Linked DNA regions of Anser cygnoides: region 1 is linked to region 2. Evidence: chromatin contacts called from public Hi-C data. All regions are on one chromosome and are shown on one strand. The core of a region is the stretch at or near the end of the contact, and the rest is flanking DNA. Distances in the headings are between cores, read along the strand shown. Region 1 has its middle 11 kb from the start of MINPP1. Region 2 holds the start of PTEN (phosphatase and tensin homolog).

The links. Hi-C and Micro-C count contacts between places; a contact is called where the count stands out from the background.
Region 1: a Hi-C map of liver shows a contact between it and region 2, with 3 times the contacts expected there. The contact joins the enhancer-like site here to the promoter of PTEN in region 2. A contact is called at or near these places in 2 of 7 Hi-C or Micro-C datasets (both in liver).

Annotation. Positions count from the first base shown.
Region 1 is chr7:22,031,058-22,033,757 of Taihu_goose_T2T_genome, reverse strand. No RefSeq gene overlaps it. Among named protein-coding and RNA genes, the nearest start is that of MINPP1, 11 kb to the right of the region's middle. Within about 2 kb of position 1,252, at least 1 of the 3 cell types and tissues checked has open chromatin away from gene starts, as enhancers often do. A contact at or near this core is called in liver, where this site is marked.
Region 2 is chr7:21,918,887-21,921,631 of Taihu_goose_T2T_genome, reverse strand. PTEN (phosphatase and tensin homolog) reads left to right here and starts at 1,417. Exons shown (of 9, transcript XM_048069192.2): 1 at 1,417-1,680. The coding sequence starts at 1,602. LOC125183400 (a long non-coding RNA gene) reads right to left here and starts at 752. Exons shown (of 2, transcript XR_010832725.1): 1 at 1-752.

The DNA of each region.
Region 1 (2,700 bases), core at 3-2,502, 110 kb before region 2:
TGCTTTGCTGATGCCTTCAGTTCAAGTACAAGGACTTCAGTACCAGCTCTGTCATCAGGGATCTAGCTGCCCTTAGCTATTTCTAGAAAATGGCTTAGAACAGATCCTTTTCTCCTCCCCTTCGAAAACAGAACTGTATATGGGTAAGATAGCCATTTCCACGGAGAACAAAGAACAAACTGAAGCAATTCTGCTGACTCCTAATGTCTCCTTTCTGTCTCCAGAAATAGCTCACATTTTTGTTTCCAAATCAATTGAGAAAGGGTAATTGGAAATTGGAAATGGCAATTTGTCATTCCTGGGTGACACAAGCGTGTCTAGTTTGTGCAGGAATGGCCATACAGCGCCAGACGTGAAGTCTCATACGTCTACACCAGTGTAAAACTGCTGCAGTGAGACTTTCCCAGCACCATGCACGGTGCCGCAGGGCTTCTCTGTGTCTCAGGTTCTCTTTGTGCTTAACAGCCCATGATTATTTTCATCTAAAAATAACACGCTCTAAGGTCCTGGAAGAATTAAGCAGCTTTCCCATGCCAAGAAGAAGCGCTGACTTTCTGTGTCAGTTCAAAGTTATTCTTGGTAGTGAATTAGCCCTTGTTCAGACCACACGTACTTTAATGGGCTCCTTGACTCTACCTGCCTTGCTCACAGCAGCTTCAGGAGCCAAGTGCCAATATCCACACAGGAGTCAAATGCTGCAGGGCAGACTGCTTTCATTTGGGAAATAAAGCCTGTCAGCGCTGCAAAGTTATCCAAGAGGAGGTCTGTAACACTAGCTGACATCATCAAAGCTTTTGCAAAGTGTGTTTTCCTTACACAGAATACGTGGGGGCTTAAAATCACTCTTATAGTAATGTGATAGTTTCAAATTCAAAAATCATTCCTCCACATTAAATAAACTAGTAAGAAAATACTTGTGCATTAGCGGGAAGACTTATGATGGCTACGGAAGCTACAAAAGCATACTGAGGCTGCCAGCTTTGGTGTGACCAGAAGAGCCCTGGCAGGATCTTTACTCATGCAGTACGCAAGTGTTTTCTTCTGTGTTTACTAATCAGAGTGAAAGCACAATGACAACAGAGGGAGCAGCCTGACTTTAAATTGCCCACGAGACAACCAAATGGTTTGCCTGCATACAGCTGACTTATTTTTCAAATATAACCTGAGCACAATGTTGCAATGGAATTTTACATTAGGAAAAGTTTAAAGGTAATTTGGGAGTTCAGGGGTGAGGTAAGGAAGGCAGAAGTCACCATTTCCAACGAGACTGTTTTGTAAATTTGTTCTGCATAAACAGACAGAACTCTGTTTGTAGTAAGACATTCTCCTTTGACCTCAAAGTTGAGCTGGAATTTCTCAGTCCAAAATTATAGGGGAGCTAAAACAGAGTTGTTATAAAAGGAACAAGTTGCAACCTTTTCAGAGGGAATATTTTACAGTTAGCAACACGATCCAACTGTCACATTTGTTATTTTAATCTTATTCCAGCCTCATGATTTCCCCAAAATAGAGTCACCCACCGGGAATGTCACGTTCATCTTGATTCAGCTAATGATACTCATACTTTTACATTGGACGGGATTAATTTTCCTATCCAGTTAATGCAACATGTGATCATTAAATATCTTCACTGCGCACATAGACATATATTTTCTGTGTCAAAAAGGGACTCAACTGGCATTTTAAATTACTGAAGGATAATTGTAGGTGGCTGTTTTTCATGTGGATTAAGGAATTCCTTTTACTATGATAAATGGTTATCAGACTCCCTTTTATACTAAATCAGTTTGCAAGTGAATTTATTCTATAGCCACAGGTCGTGGATCTATTGAAGAACAATCTCAAGGTGTACATGTTAATGGAGTGAAACTGTGTGACATCATATCATATAGTAAAAGTGTTGAAACTTGCCAAATTATGGTTTTCAGTACTAATATTTTGTAGTACTAATGCCAAGGATCAGATCTAGCTGCATTTCAATAGCCTTATTTCATGTCTGTGTATGAAAATGTGCAGTCAGTGTCTTAGTAAAAGGGGATCCAATGACAAATATTTAAGCAAAGTAAATCATTATCCTGGCATTTTAAATAAAAGTTTTTACAAAATCAATATGCAGCCATGAGCTGTTGACATATCAAATGTGAAAGTGAATTCCAATGAGGGAAATCTGCCATAAAGAATAGATTTTACTCTGACATGCGTGAAGGAAACACAGATGTTCAATCAGGATAAATGTGAAGAAAGGCAAAAGAAATAGGAACTGCTGTTCTGCCCAGTATCATTTCCTCAGTCATAAAAGCAATGACTTAAAGCAACACCTTACTGTTTGTGACACTCTGTAGCCTACTGAACTGACCAGCCAAAGCTCATGGCCTTCAACTAAAACACAGTCATGTTCATAATCCCTGAAAGAAACCAAGAATAAAAATGATTTTGACTATGTTATCAAGCATCTCTTCACCACGTACAGATTGTATATGTACAGAAGCATCCACAAAGATTTCTTTCTTGACCATATCAGTATCAAAAAAGGAAAACTTTCCCAGAACATTATTTTTGCCTTGTATGCAATCTGAGTAATTACCAAAGGAAATACCTTCTCATTTTTTTTTATTTTACATTTATCTTGAAAAAGCAGAAATTGTTAAGGCCACCGGTGTTTCACTAGCCTCTAGGGTATTGCCCAACAGCACTGTTTGT
Region 2 (2,745 bases), core at 168-2,667:
AGGTTTTTGAGACCACCATCAGGATAACCGACTGCGATCAGCGGAGGGAGGCGGGTGTATTCACAGCATTAAGGCAGCGGGTAAGCCGAATGCATTAACTGAAGCATTCACCCAGTCTTGCAGTACTAAATAGAGGTCTCGTAAGGAAACTACCGGAGGACCAGCCTAAAGCACTTCTTTGCGTAGCGGGGAGCGAGCTTCTGGAGCTTGCTGCTGCTGCAGGTGCCGGCGGCAGACAGGACCAGCAGGGCCAAAAAGGCGACAGCCTCGGAGGCAAGACGCCCACGAGCGGGCACTAACAACGAGAGACGTCCCCCCGGCAGCCCCGGTTCCAGCGGCTGCAGACCCCGGCGCAGGAAGCACGCCGGGGCCAGCGGCCCCCCGCTCCCCCGGGGCCGGGGAGGCTGCAGGGGGCAGCAGGCGCTCGCGCACCACGCCGGGCGGAGGCGGCAGCTCGGAGCGAGCCCGGACGGCCGCGGGGGAGCTTCTCGCCGCCCGCGGGGCTCCCTCAGGGGCCCGTGCGAGGCGCGAGGGCCGCCCCAGGCCGAGCGGCGGCGGGGAGCTCCGCCCGGCACCGCCCGCCCCCACCTCGACTCCCGGCCCGGCCCGGCCCGGCCCGGCCACTTCCGGCCGCGGGAGGGGGAGGGGCCGCGGCGAGCGCAGCGGGCCGCCCACGTGACGGGTCGCAGCACCGCCGCTCTGCGCGGCGGCTCACACCTCGCGCCGCCCGTATCCCTCCGCCCGCCGCGGGCTCGGCCCCCGCGGGGCGGCGGCGGCGGCGGCGGCGGCGAGAGAGAGAGGGAGGGGAGGGGGGCGGAGGAGCGGCGCGGCGCGGCTGGGGCCGGGCGCGGGCGGCGGGGCGGCGATGCGGCGGCGGGGCGGCGGGACTACTTTTCCGGGGCGGCGGCGGCGGCGGCGGCGGAGGGGGCGGGGCGGCAGCGCGGCGGCGCGTCCCCTCTCGGAAGCTGCAGCCATGATGGGAGCCTAGCGCTGGCGCGGCGCTGCTGGGCGCGGGGGATGAGCCAGGCCGCGCTGCCGGCCCGCACGCCCTGAGGAGCCGCCGCCGCCCCGCCGAGCGCCCGCCCGCCCGCCCGGCCCCACCGCGCGGCTCCGGGCCCCCCGCCGCCGCCGCTGCCGCCGCCGCCGCCCCGGGCGGGGAGCGGAGCGGGGCGGAGCGGGGCCGGGCCGGGGGGGCGCCCCGCGCCGCTGTCACCATTGCTGGGGCCCGGAGCGCCGGAGAGCTGCTCTCTCCGCCTCCGCCGCGCTCGCCTCAAAGACGGCGGCGGCGGCGGCGGCTCCCTCAGGGACTCGGCCCGGCCCCGAAGCCTCCCTGCTCGGCCGCCGCCGCCGCTCCCGCCCCGGCAGGAGGAGGAGGAGGAGGAGGAGGAGGAGGGGGGGGGGGCAGCCGCCGCCGCTGCCGGGAGCCGCCGCCGCCGCCGCGGGGGGAGGCGGGCCCAGCCGGGGCTGAGCCGCGGCAGCAGCAGGCCCCGCGCCCGGGGCTGCCCGGCGGCCGCCGGCCCTCCGCCGCCGCCCGGCCCCGCGCCCCGCCGCCGCCGCCCGGCCTCTGCGCGCTGTCCCGGAGCGGCCCCCGGCTGCCAGACATGACCGCCATCATCAAAGAGATCGTCAGCAGGAACAAAAGGCGCTACCAGGAGGATGGCTTCGACCTGGACCTGACCTGTATCCTCCCGGCGCCGCCGGAGCCCGACGGCGAGCGGTGCGCGGCGAGCTATTGCATCAGACCCGCGCCGCGGTTACCTAACGCGCTTCCCGGGGCCGCTGCGCCCTCCCCGCCGCGCCTCGGCCGCCTTTTGTCGGGGCCGGGCGGACCCCCCGGAGCTGCGGCCCGCCGGGGGGCCCGGCGCCGTTCCCCGCCGAGCGGAGCCGCAGGGGCGGGCGGCGGGGGCCCTCGGCCCCGCTCGGGTCGCTGCCGGCCGTGTGGCAGGAGGGGCGAAGCCTGGGTCCTGCGCCCTCGGCCAGGCAGAGCGAGCCCTTGGTCTCAGTCAGATGGAGCGAAGGTCTCAATCGCAAGGAATGGGCTTAAATTAAAGTTAAAAAAAAAAAAAAACCTTACTTTCCTACCGTGACATGTAAACCGTGCTTTGGCATAATCTCAGCTGCAGTAAGCACCAGGATGTATTACAAACGAGAACGCACTGAGTCTTGTTGAAGAGGATTGCGAGGAGTGTGATTCCGGAATATGTTCTTAGTGTGCAATTATGACTAATGAGTCAAACTGTGGAGAAGCCTTGCTAGTGTGTTGCTTTGGTGGCCTTTGGAACAGATGTGCAGTAGCAGCAGCAGGCAGATGTTGAGCTCCAAACGCCATGCAGAGTTAATGGCGTGCAGGGGCTGTGCTGTGGCTGTAGCAGTCTTCGTGGTGTAGAAGGTTCATTATTGTACTTGAGAGGTTTTGGTGTAAGAATAGGAACTGTGCCTGAAAGTTAGAGCCATCCTGGGAAAAATGATAGTAGTATGCAGACCTGGGCTTAGAGTTTGATTTTTGGGTGGCCGTGTGCGGAGCTGGGAGTTAGGCCTGGCAGTCCTCGTGGATCCCTTCCAGCCCTTCCGTGATTCTGACAAGCGCTCTAGAAAGAGAGCTTGCTGCTCGACAGCAAGGCCAGGGTGAAAATTACTGTTTTTCAGAACTCATAGCAGATGCTACAAATACAACCCGGTTCCTGGACAGGATCAGCACCAATTACTGCAGTCACTAGCACAGAGCTCGAGCTGTTACGTTGATGC